Regions from separate parts of the Mus musculus genome. Here region 2 is linked to region 1. A link is a contact called in public HiChIP or PLAC-seq data. All regions are on one chromosome and are shown on one strand. The core of a region is the stretch at or near the end of the contact, and the rest is flanking DNA. Distances in the headings are between cores, read along the strand shown. Region 1 overlaps Ttc3 (tetratricopeptide repeat domain 3). Region 2 has its middle 19 kb from the start of Gm41507.

Region 1 (6,511 bases), core at 2,279-4,778:
CATTATAAAAGGTCAGCCGTTCACTGTCGTCCTTGCCCAGGTCCTTTAGAATTGCATTCTGCGTGGGAGTTCAGGGTCCTGTTCTGTCAAACATTGAGAAACTGACTTTATTTGGGAAGAACAGGCAAGTTGCACCTGATGATCTTAACCAAGGATCTTGGGGTTATTTTAGAGGCTGGATTAAAACATCCCTTTGTGCCTAGATACTGCTCGCCAAGCCCGAGTTCCCAAGGCTGACTGTTTAAATCGGTGACTAGGATGTTCATGCAGAAATCACAGACTCGATTCTCCCGTTCATGTGGGCACATGCAAACATGCTGAGGATAACTTGATTTCTTGCGGGTTTGTTTCTGAGGCGCTTGTGTTCGTGGACTGCTGAAGCTGATTGATAGTGCCTTTTTAAAGGCTCTTTTGGGTATGCTAAGCACTAATAAAGGAAGCACGGTCTATTAATACATTTTACTAGGTATAGACAGGCTAATGTTACCAACTGGGCCTGTCCTAAAGGAAAGTTGTCAGACACGGTCTTTGGAGTGTCTTCATATAAGGTTGCTTTCACAACTGTTGATGGCACTGTACTGATACTTGGGACGCATCACCCTCTGGGGATGTGACCTCCTCCTGAGCTGCCACTGCTGCTGCTGCTGTTGCCACCACCGCTGCCACCACCAAGTCAGACTCCATAACAGCACTGAGTTCTCAAAACCTTGAGGAATAGACAAGGTGCAAATGCTCCTCACGGAAGGCCGAGGACACTGGCAGTCCTCCATTCTTAATTCCTGACCTCACAGTGGGACCCCGCCCCTGTTCATCATCTCCTCACAATAGGCTAAGGATACTGGCAGTCCTCCACCCTTAATTCCTAACCTCATGGTGGGACACCGCCCCTATTCATCATTTCACTAATCATCATTCCACCCAGCTCCATGACAGCTATAGTGAAAAGTGAGCACAATTTTAAACTTTTGCTCATACAATTGTGTTCATAGAGTAGCATTTAATTCATATAATATATAAATTGAAGAAGTGGCCATGCCTTAAAATTAGATTTTTTTTCTCTTGGAAGTGATTAATCTCTGTTACGAATAATGGATAATTAAAACTTAAGTGGAGCCCTAGCAGTGCAAGATCTATTTGTAAGGTGATGTGAAAGACCATATAGTGAAAACAGATGTAAGAGGGATCTCACACCACAGCTCAAGCAGCAAGACTAGTTTAGTCATTCCTCAGTCATAACCCTCTCTGGAGAAGATTCCAAGAACACAGAAGAGAACGACAGAGGTGTGTACTGCTGGGCTGAGGAAGCACAGTGACGGGACAGTTGCTAAGAACGAGGGCCAGAACAGCTCCTGGAGAGCTGCATGAATGAAATGGGCAGGGTTTCTGTTTTATTAAACTGCAGTGGAAGAAAGGACTGAAAGTCGTGCCTGGAACCTTTTCCCCCACACAGTGGCCTACATGCCAGCCTTCATGCAGTCACCTGTCCTCAGTGTCTGTGGACAGGCAATGCCAGGAATAGAAATCCATGAAAACTGGGACCAGTCACTCAGGGACAGGAACACCTGCAAAAATGTCACCAGACAAGACATTTTGATGGAGTAGTAAACAAGAGGTGGCCCCTGAGAGTATGAGCAAAAGCGGGGTATGTGCATGTAAGAAAATGTCACAGCACCATCATTCTGTACAGTCTGTCTACTAGTGACGTATGTGCTACAAGAGATGGTAAGGGGGAACTGACCGTTTTAGTGAGAGCCTGTGCGCTGCACAGGGCAGGCGTGGTCTTGTAGAAAGCATTTGTTAGACTAAGTGGAAGCACTCACTTTACAGCATAGTCTGAACTGGATCAAATGTCTCAGAGTCACTTTGAAAAATGTTTTGGAATCCTGAGCCCAGGACACTATAAACCTTATCTTTTTCTGTAACAAAGGATAATTTCACCTACATTTGTCCCAAAGTGTTTCTGTGAGTGCTGTTTACTTGTTCAGAATGAGGAGGCATGTGCACCACTGCCTTGGAAGGGTCCAGGCAAGGCTCCTTGGCTTAGAGAGCTATTCTTCATCCTGCCACTGCCTCTGCCTTACATGGTCTCACTGTTTCCCACTTTAAAGAGAGAACAAAATAGCAAAAGTATGGAAATTCTCGTCAACTGAAAAAATCCCAGTGAGTGGACGGTCAGTCGATACAGACATCAGAAAAAGATGGCTACATTAAGAATAATAATGTGGGGGGGGGTGGGGGGGAAGAATAATAATATTGGCTATCCCCATGGGAAACGTTTAACCTGTCACAGTACAGACAGATACTAATTCCAGATGGACCAATCCTAAACATGAACAGATTTTCCTTCAAGACAACAGATTTTTAGAAAACCATAAAGGTGGATCTTACTTCAGGGTTGAGCAACTCAGTAAATTGTTTCCATGAAGTAGAAGAGACAAAGGCAGAACAGCTAATCCACAAACACACAAGTGGTTCATAAACATCCTGATACAAAATAAAACCTGAGTAGGATGATGCTGTACATTGTCCAGAGCTTGCTGGATACCGGCTTGAGGACCATCTACCTTTGTGTTGTGAAGGTCTAGCACCTTGGAGTCCACCATTCCTTCTGATCTAACCAACAAACCCAATTAGTATGCTTGCAGAGGTTCTATGAACCAGTTTTGGAGTTGTTAGATGGATGCTACACAGTGAGTTCTATGTTCAGAGGTGTCACGTTGGGAGTGCAGAGTCATCAGTGGATAGGAGAAATAACCAGGTAACCTCAGGGCCTTGCCTGCCTGAAGGAAAGCACAGCTGGTTCAATGGAACTTTGAAATGTAAAATGGTAAGGTCCCCCAGCACTGCTTAGGTGGTTTTCAGCCGAATGAACTTTCCCGAGCCCTTGCTGTCCTAAAAGGACAGGGTCCACTCGTCTTTGAGCGAGGGACACAGCCTCTTCATAGTTCCTAGGGAGCCTCTCTCTGTGTCTTGGCTTGAAGCAAGAAGCTTCTATGTGCGTACATGTTGCTGACCCCATGCTGGAGTAACTTGTCTGCTGAGCAGGTAACGGGCCAGGCCTTGGGCCTTGTCAAGAGCCTTCCAAGCAGAGTGGAAATTGCCATCTTCTATGGCACAGCATGCTTCAAAAAGAGAAGCTTGTGTTTAATAATGTGCTCTTGCCTCAAATAGTATCACTGTTTTCAGCAAATACCTTGAGGCTCTAGTGGATAAATACCAGGCTGCTTCCTAAGGTCTTCTTCCTCCTTACTTAAAAAATTATGTATGAAGGCATTCTGCTGAATTCCTTTAGTCTCTTATTTCAGCTTCTATTTATTTGGTGTGATAGAAAGGTCTTAATTTAGATCTTCCTGCCACCAGTTCCAAGAAATCCGCCACCAGCTCCAAGTTTCGTGTCCTGAAGTGCCACCCCATTCCAGTGGGGTGAGCCAGCAGCCTCCGAAAAGAGAAAGCAGTGGAACAGATGGGCATTGTACTTCCAGACGCTGGCTGCCACCCAGCGCCAGCAGGACTCCAGCTTTCTTCTATCCTCTGGGGAGGCCACATTGCTTTTGCTTCCAGAGGCACGGCTACCACAGTCTCTAACCTGCCAGACAGAAAACCGAAGCCAAGCCCTCCCTACTTCCTGGGCTTTCAGGCACTGAGGGACAATGCCCTTCATGCTCCTCATCCCACTGTACGTCTGACAGGCCCTGGTTCCTCCACCTTGCAATACCCTAGCTGCCCCCACTGGGAGCAAACCAAGTGGTCCTGGCCACCAGGATGGCTATATAACATTGATCTGCGACTATTCATTGAACCATCAAATATGCCACAGGAGGCACAGTTCTAGTGCCCCAGTTATAACAACAGACAAGAAGAAAGGACTTGAGCATTCCAATAGTGGAGGCTGACGTCAAGTAGGACAGTAAAACACATGATATGTCCCTGGTAATCCCAGAGAAGAATGGGACCAGGAAGGGATAAGGGAGGATGGGGACAGTAGGGTGGGGTAGGGCTCCAGCTTTGAACAGAGGCCAGGGAAGTCAGCACTTGGTAGCAGCCGGGAGGAGGGAGTGGAGGTGGTAGAGTGTCCAGACTTGGAGTCATGAGGGAAGCTGCCAGCGCAGCAAAGCCTGCTAGTGTATTTAGGGGATTCTTCAGGAGTGGGAGCTGTTGTTAGGGACAGTGGGGTGCCTGAGCACAGCAGCCTAACGCCAGCAAGATGGACGCATTCCCACAGAGGACAGTCAGCTTGCTGGCGAGCTCTCCTTAAATGTTAGTACTGCACATGACCTGGCACTCAAGAGACGAGACCTAACAGCTAAGCAGAGACTATTCTGATACACTCTTGTTCTTAACAGCCCCCTGAACTGCTTCTCATCGGTTCCTTGTCATCCAGGCTGGCACAGTTGGTCTGCCCTATACTCACGGCTGTCTGTTCCTGTGTACCCCCTTACACTGGACTTTCTGTATACAGCCGGTGCCTACTCAGCAGTCAGCCCACATCCCGCCACAGTCCTTTCAGTGTGGAGACTTCATAGCCCACCTCACCAAGCATTGGCATTCTCACTTATGGGGGATAAAAACATGTGCCTTGCTCATAGCTGCTCAGTAAACATTTCAAAGTACACAGACTACATAGGATAAAAGCCACAACACAAAACTGGTGGCCTTCACATCTAGGGAGCCTGGCCCTCCTCTGACTTCTCACTGTACCAGACTCAGGATCTTTCCACTGTCTTCCAGCATCATTTTTTTTTAAGATTTATTTATTATTATATGTAAGTACACAGTAGCTGTCTTCAGACACACCAGAAGAGGGAGTCAGATCTTGTTACGGATGGTTGTGAGCCACCATGTGGTTGCTGGGATTTGAACTCTGGACATTCGGAAGAGCAGTTGGGTGCTCTTACCCACTGAGCCATAAACAATTTGGCAATACTAGGCCCACTAATTACAATCATAGCATTTTTTTTTTTTTTTTGGTTTTTCGAGACAGGGTTTCTCTGTGTAGCCCTGGCTGTCCTGGAACTCACTTTGTAGACCAGGCTGGCCTCAAACTCAGAAATTTGCCTGCCTCTGCCTCCCGAGTGCTAGGATTAAAGGCATGCGCCACCATGCCCAGCTTAAGTACCCTTTTCATACCCATTTTACAGATGCAGAAATAAACCTCAAAGTTTAAATAACTTTCCTGAAATAATAACCTGAGTGAGTCTAGGCTTGAACCTGCTGAGCAAACTCACTCACTACTCTAGCCATTCATCTGCTGACTAGTGCTCCCCTCTCAGCCCAGATCAACTTCTCTCCTAAGGAACAGCAGCTAAAGTCACGGAGTGCAGCCCATTGCTGCTTGGCCCACACACAGCTTCCATGGCTTCTGACCCATACAAGGCTGTCTGCATGCTTAGGGAGCTACAGCTTCCTAACCTGTGCTGCTGTCTGTTCTTAGGCTGGTGTGCATTTTTTTCCTGAATCCTTGGCTGCCTCTTCTTCTTGCTTTATTTTCTTTGCACTTTGTTTTTCCATGTATGCCTTTAGCTTGTTCCCATTGGGCTCCTTTTAGCCTCCAAAGCACAGTTGCCTTTATTGCTGATCTGGCTTGGACCTATACATTCTTCACCTGCATGCTCTTCTCTTCCTGCGTTGTTAGATTGTATATTCCAGAGATTCCAGGACATACCAACACTTGTACAGCTGAACTCCCACCAGGGAGACTTGTGACATCAGAGCACACAGTCACTCTACTGAGCTCTAGTGGGTGTGTCATACTGTGTCATCAGGACTTTTCTTTCTACTTCCCTAGGACGAATAATACTGAGCATCTGTTTTTGGGCGTATTTACAGTCAATACATCTTTGTTGAATTACCTGATTAAGTCTTTGATTCATCTTAAAACACAAGTTGTAAATTTTAAGTTATAATAGCTCTTTATACATTCTCGATACAGCTGTTTGGTGGATACACACTACGCAGTTTTCCTCCAACTCTGTGACATGCATTTTCATTTGTTTTCACCGTACTTTGGTTTTTTTTTTTTTAATAAAATTTGTTGTATGTGGGGTGTGTTGCAAGTATACACCCAGGAGCAAGCTCACATGCACATACCATGGTGCACACTTGGAGATCAGAGGTAACCTGTGGAAGCTGGTTCTCTCCTTCCACCGTGTGGGTCCTGAGAATCTACCTCATCACCAGGCCTGGCAGCAAGTGCTGAGACCCACTGAGGGATCTCACTGACACAACATTTTTGTCTTTTGTGTTCACTGGAAATTTCATCTAATGTATGGATCATCTCCCCCCCCCCCTCCCCTCCCCCAGCTTCTCCTAGAAGCTCTTCCCGCACACCCTGAGAGTTTGTGTGCTCTTAAGAATAACAGCCATCCATCGAGTCCATTGGTACTCTCCATGGACTCTTGAGAATGTGAGCATCCACAGTTGACATATCGGGACCACACCCTTAAAAGACAGTATTCTCCCTCTTCCAGCACCTATCAGTTACCAGTAGCTCCTCAGGTAGGGATGGGACTTC
Region 2 (6,511 bases), core at 1,494-3,993, 270 kb after region 1:
AGCATACAGACAGCACACAGCACACAGAGCATACAGACAGCACACAGATAGCACATGGACAGTACATTTACAGCACATGGACAACACATGGAGAGCACACAGACAGCACATGGACAGCACATGGATAGCACACAGACAGCACATGGAGAGCACACAGACAGCACACAGATAGCACATGGACAGTACATTTACAGCACATGGACAACACATGGAGAGCACACAGACAGCACATGGACAGCACATTTACAGCACATGGATAGCACACAGACAGCACATGGAGAGCACACAGACAGCACACAGATAGCACATGGACAGCACATGGACAGCTCAAGGATAGCACATGGAGAGCATACAGATAGCACACAGTTAGCACATGGACAGCACATGGACAGTACACAGATAGCACATGGACAGCACATGGACAGCTCAAGGATAGCACATGGAGAGCATACAGATAGCACACAGTTAGCACATGGACAGCACATGGACAGTACACAGATAGCACATGGACAGCACATGGACAGTACACAGGTAGCAGATGGACAGCACACAGAACGCACACAAACAGCATACAGACAGCACATGGACAGCATACAGACAGTACATGGAGAGCATACAGACAGCACACAGCTAGCACACGGACAGCACATGGACAGCACAAGGATAGCACATGGACAGCACACGGACAGCACATGGACAGCACACGGACAGCACATGGACAGCACAGGGACAGCACATGGACAGCACACGGACAGCACATGGACAGCACATGGACAGCACACGGACAGCACATGGACAGCACATGGACAGCACGTGGATAGCACATGGACAGCACATCGCGGACAGCACATTCACTAAGTGTAAATTTTGTTTGTGGACAAGGTGGATGGCTCAAGGTCCCCACGACTTGATTATTACTCTCTCCTGAAACCTGTGGTTCACAGTGGGGCAAGATGCTGAGAGAACCTTTCATGAGTGTCAGGGTCTTGGCTTTTAGGTGACAAAGACCAACTGTCACACTGTCAAGCAATCACATGGACGGAAACATTCACACACTCAGCTCTCAGATCAGGGAGACGTCTGTCCCGGGTTCTTCACACCAGTCATGAGGCTCGGCTTACAATGACCTTACACATCCATTCACGTCACTGTCCACCACACAGTCTTGTGACATCTGTAGATAATGTGGACAAAGAAAGAAACCCTTGAACTCAAGTCGACTGCAGAGACCCACCTGCATTGTCTTTAGTCACCTCTCATTTGTTCTGGCAAATGTTTTAACAACAGGATTTCCAGAGAAACCTAAGTCCTCATCCGTAGAATGTGTCAATTTCTATGGTGTAAATTTTCCCCGGGAAGACTGGTTTCAAACTCCCAACTTGCTGTCTGTGAATACGGAGCTGGGACGGGACATGCTACCCCGCAAACATGGCAGGTATCAGTAGCTCCAGAAATACAGGAAACTATAAACATAGCGAGACAATCAGGAACAGATAATTTGAATGCTTTTCAAATGTGTGTGTTTAACACAATTCAATCAATTGTAAACATGTAATTTTGTGTTTAGTGATGAATGGAGAATCCTTGGACATGCAGGTCCTGGCACTTGAGGACAGTTCCAGCCTGTCCCAGCTCTCTGCTGCATGCCCTATCATGATATTCTACTCCTGATGGGGACTGACCTACAGTACAATCCAGAAGACAGTGGCCAGTGACTGCCCCCATGAGTACTGCTACAGAGGAGTCCCATGAGTAGACTGGAAGAGTTTAGGGCTGAGGTAGAAACTAGCAGACAGTCAAGGATTCCTGCTTATAAAGTTACTGTTGTCTCCAGATCTGCTCAAGCCTGGCCCCTGCTCTTTATCTCCATCCACTGATGCAGAGTTCCTGAGCTACCTACCTACCTGGTGGCCAGCTCAGAACAGGACAGTTAATAAGGTCATCGAGACCCAATATTAGCCAGTATTGTGTCCGTACTGGCCTTGGCTCCTTGGTTGATATTCTACAGATTCTTCCTGGCTTAAGGCTAATGCCCCACACCATGTTGGCAATGAGAGTTTGTGCTTGCTTTGATATCTTCTTAAATACAAAGTGTGCATATACTGGGTCATCTCCAAAAGTTTACTATGTAACCAACAGTCTAACTTTCAATTCAGTGTTACAATTGTGTGATTCTCACTGTAATCTGCAATGCCATTCTGGACTGACTAGCTACTTCAATAGTCTCTAATCACTTAGCGAGAAAGTGAGACCTATGTTGCTGATGTTGCTGGGTGATTAGCCTTAGGCCGGGTATGCACAAAGGGTGCCCCACACCTATCACAAACACACTAACGGGTGCAGTGTCTGTTTGTTGTGGTGGTGTTTGTCCCATGATAACAGCCACAGCCCATGAGAGAGAGATGCCATCCGATCCCAAAGTGGAAAAATGATGTTTTTTTCAGACTAGCTAAGTGGGAAAGAAATAAGACCTAAGATGCATTTCCAGTGGACCCAACAAGCCTGCTTTGTCCTCGGTTTACCTCAGCAAGGTCTCTCATGTCTTTGGGATTCTCTTGAGCCTGGTCTTCCAGAGTCTCTTCTGGAGACAGGGTTAGCTCAACATTTTGACAGAAAATAGAAACCAGGGCTGCGGTTGAAGGAGAATGTACCCAATCAGCTTTTAGGGAGAGCCATAATGGGGAGGAAAGATCATCATGTGTTGTGTGTGGCAGGGCTTCCCAGTTGGACTCTTGGTCCCCACCTAGTGGTACTGTTTTGAGAGTTGGCTGAGACTTTGGGAGGTGGAGCGTGGCTGGGAAAGCCAGTCCCCAAGGGTGCATTTCAAAGGTTGGTTGATCCTCTGCTGGTTTCCTAACGCCCCACAGCCAGCTTCTCTCTGCTTCCTGTTCAGCGAGCTGAGAAGCCGCTATCACTCCCTGCACCACCATCCTCTGTTTCAGCACAGGCCCAGAATCAACAGAGCCCAGGAATACCGACAGAAACATCTGACAACAGATGCTTACATAAATCGTGCCCCGTAAGCCGTTTGTTTATGTCAGGGAGCATCAAGTCTGATTGGTGCATTAGGCAGTGAGCTTGCAGAGAGCTGTTGGTGCTGGCTGGAGAGGACTGAAGTGAGGAGACTCACCCCAGCATCGCCCACAGGGAGTGCTTCCTGTGAGTCCCTCGACTCTGCTCTTTGGAGTCCCTCTGGGTGTAATGTCTATCCCTTTTGCGCAGCTCCATGTGGGTGGTGAGTGTGGGAACACTTACCTTCCTTGGCCACATGCTGATAAATGCCTGGGTCACAGAGTGAGCAGCAGACTCATTTCACAGATGTTCCCCACAAGGCCCGCCACATGCCAGGAGGTGCTGTTTGGTCAAAATGTCAGACACTGGTAGAATGAACAGCTGTCTGCCAAAGGTGGGTGGGTGGGTGGGGGTTGCACTAGGTAACAGTTCCTGGCTGGCAGAGTGAGTTGTTCACAGTTTAATGCATTTGTAAAAGCGTGAGTGTCTGTGGAATATTTCATCACCCACCTTTGAAAGAGAGAGGGAATCAGGCAGGGAACCTTGGGCAGTGCACGATGCTGAAGAGATGCAGGCAGAGAGATCACAAAACAGAGAGGAAAATGTAGGTGGGTGGAGGGGGAGACTGTATAGTTATGGAACTGCCCTTGGATTCTGGGTGCAAGCTCCCACATTTTGAATGACCCCATGGCAGCTCATAGCACACTTTGAGATGAATTCACTCTCCTGCCCGTAGAGTAGGATGACATCTTTGGGCGAATATATGTAAAGAAACCGAGACCATATCAAATTATTCTTTTATTGTTCCAGTCAAAAAAAGAGGAACGCCTCAATATGTAAACAGTTTCCCTAACACAGCGATTTCTTAAATATATATATTTATTTATTCTAAAAAAATTTGGCATTGTAGAGATTTCTCAATACATAATTTGTGCTTTCGCATCAGGCATGCTTTCGCCTTGTCCGTGCGCAGACATACTTGGATTGAGTACAGGGAGTTACAAAAGGATCGGAAGGTGGGTCGGGAGCCAAACCAGGGCTGGAGCTCTGCCTGGCTTTCACTTGTAAAAAGCATTGTGGGGAGGGTGGCAGCAATGACCTCAGAAGCAGGGGGCAGCTATTTTACTGCGAAGAAATCTGAAGCCTTGATGGGAGACTTTGGGGAAGATGTTTTTCCCTGTGTTTTCTTGGCATCTCTAGAAGGTCATTGGTTTTGCTTAAAGAAAGCTACGGTGACTGTCCCAGCATTCTCAGCATATGAATTTGCTGGGCTTATAATCAACTATTCCATGACACTGAAACTCCACTTTTTCCTTTTTTTTTTTTTCCAGGCTCACTGAATTATTCTGGGGTGCTTGACGGTTGTGTCAAGGACATCTTGCTTCGGTTCAGTGGAGACTGTCCTTTTGTTCAACCTTAAGAGTTAGGAGCTATTTTGACACCGTGATGGCTTTAATAAACTACGGTCTGCATTCCTCCACCTTCAGCTCAGAAACTTCTACAGTTTAGCACCAGTTTTCACAATGTATTTTTACCAAATTTCCTGGGAAGCCACCTGCCCTTTGTAGACTAGCCTAGGCACTGTCCCCTGGCCCACTACAGCCATATCTTTATGTCTCAAGGTGGCTCCTCTTTATGGCATGACTTTTCCTTGGGTTTTCTCCTTCTGAAGCCTACCCAGACCTCAACAATATCAAGGTCTACCCCTCCCTGCCACACGACACTACTGCTTACTGTCCACACAGAGCCTGCCTCGCTGTTGTTAATTTCCAGGCAATTGGTTCTAGCTGTCCTTCTGGATTAACTAGCCTTATCCCTAAAACTAGACTGACTTTCTTCATGAGTGATGTGGGAGTTAGCTTTTGCTCATAGGGGCTTGCGTGCTCACTCAGTAAGAGTTGATGGCCACAGGGTAGTTGCAGACAATAGAAGATGTTGCTATTTCTTAGTGTCCCCAGATGACCTTGCTTAAGACCTTGGTCATTGGACAGCAAGCACCCATCGCAACCAACACACAGGAACCTCCAAGAAAGCTTTGCATGGGGTTCTGCCTTGTTTTAGCAAGCTGTTTGGATTGTTTAGAACAAAAATAAGTTTCATCATGTTCTCAGCCTTGAACCTGGGGACTGCCTCAAACCTGAACATGAAAACCTTATTTCTCTGCAGGGCACAAGCATTTTATTAAAATCTCCAGTTCCTAGGAAAAATTGCTGGGTTTGGAGTTGAAGATTAAGTCTATCTGTGCTTCCATGGTGGGGGGAGGGATTTGTGTTTGTTTAAAACATTTTAAAATTTAAATTTAATTTATTTTATGTGTATATGTGCATGTCTGTGTGAGTTTATGCCACTTTGGGTGTCTGAGAATATCAGAAGAGGGTGTTAGTTCTCTGGAGCTGGGGTTACTTGGCATGGATACTGGATGCCAGGGTTGCCTGGCATGGATGCTGGAGCCACACTTGAGTCCTCTAGAAGAACAGTGGGCATTCCTAACTGCTGAGCAGCAGCTAACAGCTCCTGTTCTTGGTGTTCTCTGGATTGGATTCTGGTGGGGGCCTTACGACACCTCAACTTTAAAACCCCGTTCCAGGGCTTCCTCCTTAACAGGTCTGTGTGAGAGTTTGGTGAGACCTTCATGGCACACCACAGGTAAATAAGTCCCCTAGACCGGACTCAGCCTTACCCTGTGTTTCCTAGAGCCATGATCAGAGGATGTTGAAAAACTGGTACCGATAGTGGGCTTTCCTGAATATGGTTCTTTTTCCTGTCCTAGAAAATAGGTCAAGGAGAATCTCAGCCACGGCACAAATCTGGCCCCTTACTGGGAGAGGAAGATACTGTCATTATTTAAAACTAATAGTGAGAAGGATTTCCATTCTTTTGTGCTTTGGACAAATAGCTAAACCAGGGCAGAAAAGAAAGTGATTCTGTTAACGTGTGTTGCAGCTAAAATACAGAAGGGCCGTAGAATGTTCTTAAGGCCTAAGCTTCTTTTTTATGGTGTGTTCGGTACAGTACCAGCACAGTTTCGGCGAAGTCCCTGCATGCATGTTTCCAGCGGTGCCGGGCTGGCGTTGTATCGAATGCAGCTTACCAATATCATGCTGGCATTGGATTACTTATACAACAGTATTCTTATTCATGGGTATCTGTTTGTGGTAGAATGCACACATGTATTCAAGTGCAATGGACACCATATAGCTGGAGTCACAGGTGGCTGTGAGCTTCCTGACACAGGTACCAGGAATCAAACTCTGGTCCTTTGCAAGAGCAACGAATGTCATTAAAACCTGAGCCATCTCTTCCATTCCCTGGATGACGTTTTCATTTAGTACGCAGCTGTGCATTTATTCTACATCAATGCTGCTAACCTTCTGTGAAGTATTCTTCTACTGTGGAGGTGGTCACTGTGTCTTAACACAGTGCCTACCCTTCAACTCGCCTGGCTGCCATCTGGGTTTGTGTGGTAGGAGGTGGGAGAGGAATGTGGTTGGTGAAGGAT

The links. HiChIP or PLAC-seq counts read pairs in DNA pulled down with a chosen protein or histone mark.
Region 2: a contact with region 1 is called in an H3K27ac HiChIP or PLAC-seq map of stem cell-derived neural progenitor cells, with 4 times the contacts expected there. The contact joins two enhancer-like sites. A contact is called at or near these places in 1 of 484 Hi-C or Micro-C datasets (nephron progenitors) and 4 of 115 datasets of contacts at active chromatin or transcription factors (T-cell acute lymphoblastic leukemia, embryonic stem cells, oligodendrocyte precursor cells and 1 more).

Annotation. Positions count from the first base shown.
Region 1 is chr16:94,469,208-94,475,718 of GRCm38.p6, forward strand. Ttc3 (tetratricopeptide repeat domain 3) reads left to right here. Exons shown (of 46, transcript NM_009441.2): 46 at 1-14. Among named protein-coding and RNA genes, the nearest start is that of Gm31323, 4.4 kb to the right of the region's middle. Within about 2 kb of position 3,529, at least 84 of the 459 cell types and tissues checked have an H3K27ac peak or open chromatin away from gene starts, as enhancers often do. A contact at or near this core is called in stem cell-derived neural progenitor cells, where this site is marked.
Region 2 is chr16:94,741,183-94,747,693 of GRCm38.p6, forward strand. It overlaps a transcript of Kcnj6 not described here. Among named protein-coding and RNA genes, the nearest start is that of Gm41507, 19 kb to the left of the region's middle. Within about 2 kb of position 2,744, at least 68 of the 459 cell types and tissues checked have an H3K27ac peak or open chromatin away from gene starts, as enhancers often do. A contact at or near this core is called in stem cell-derived neural progenitor cells, where this site is marked.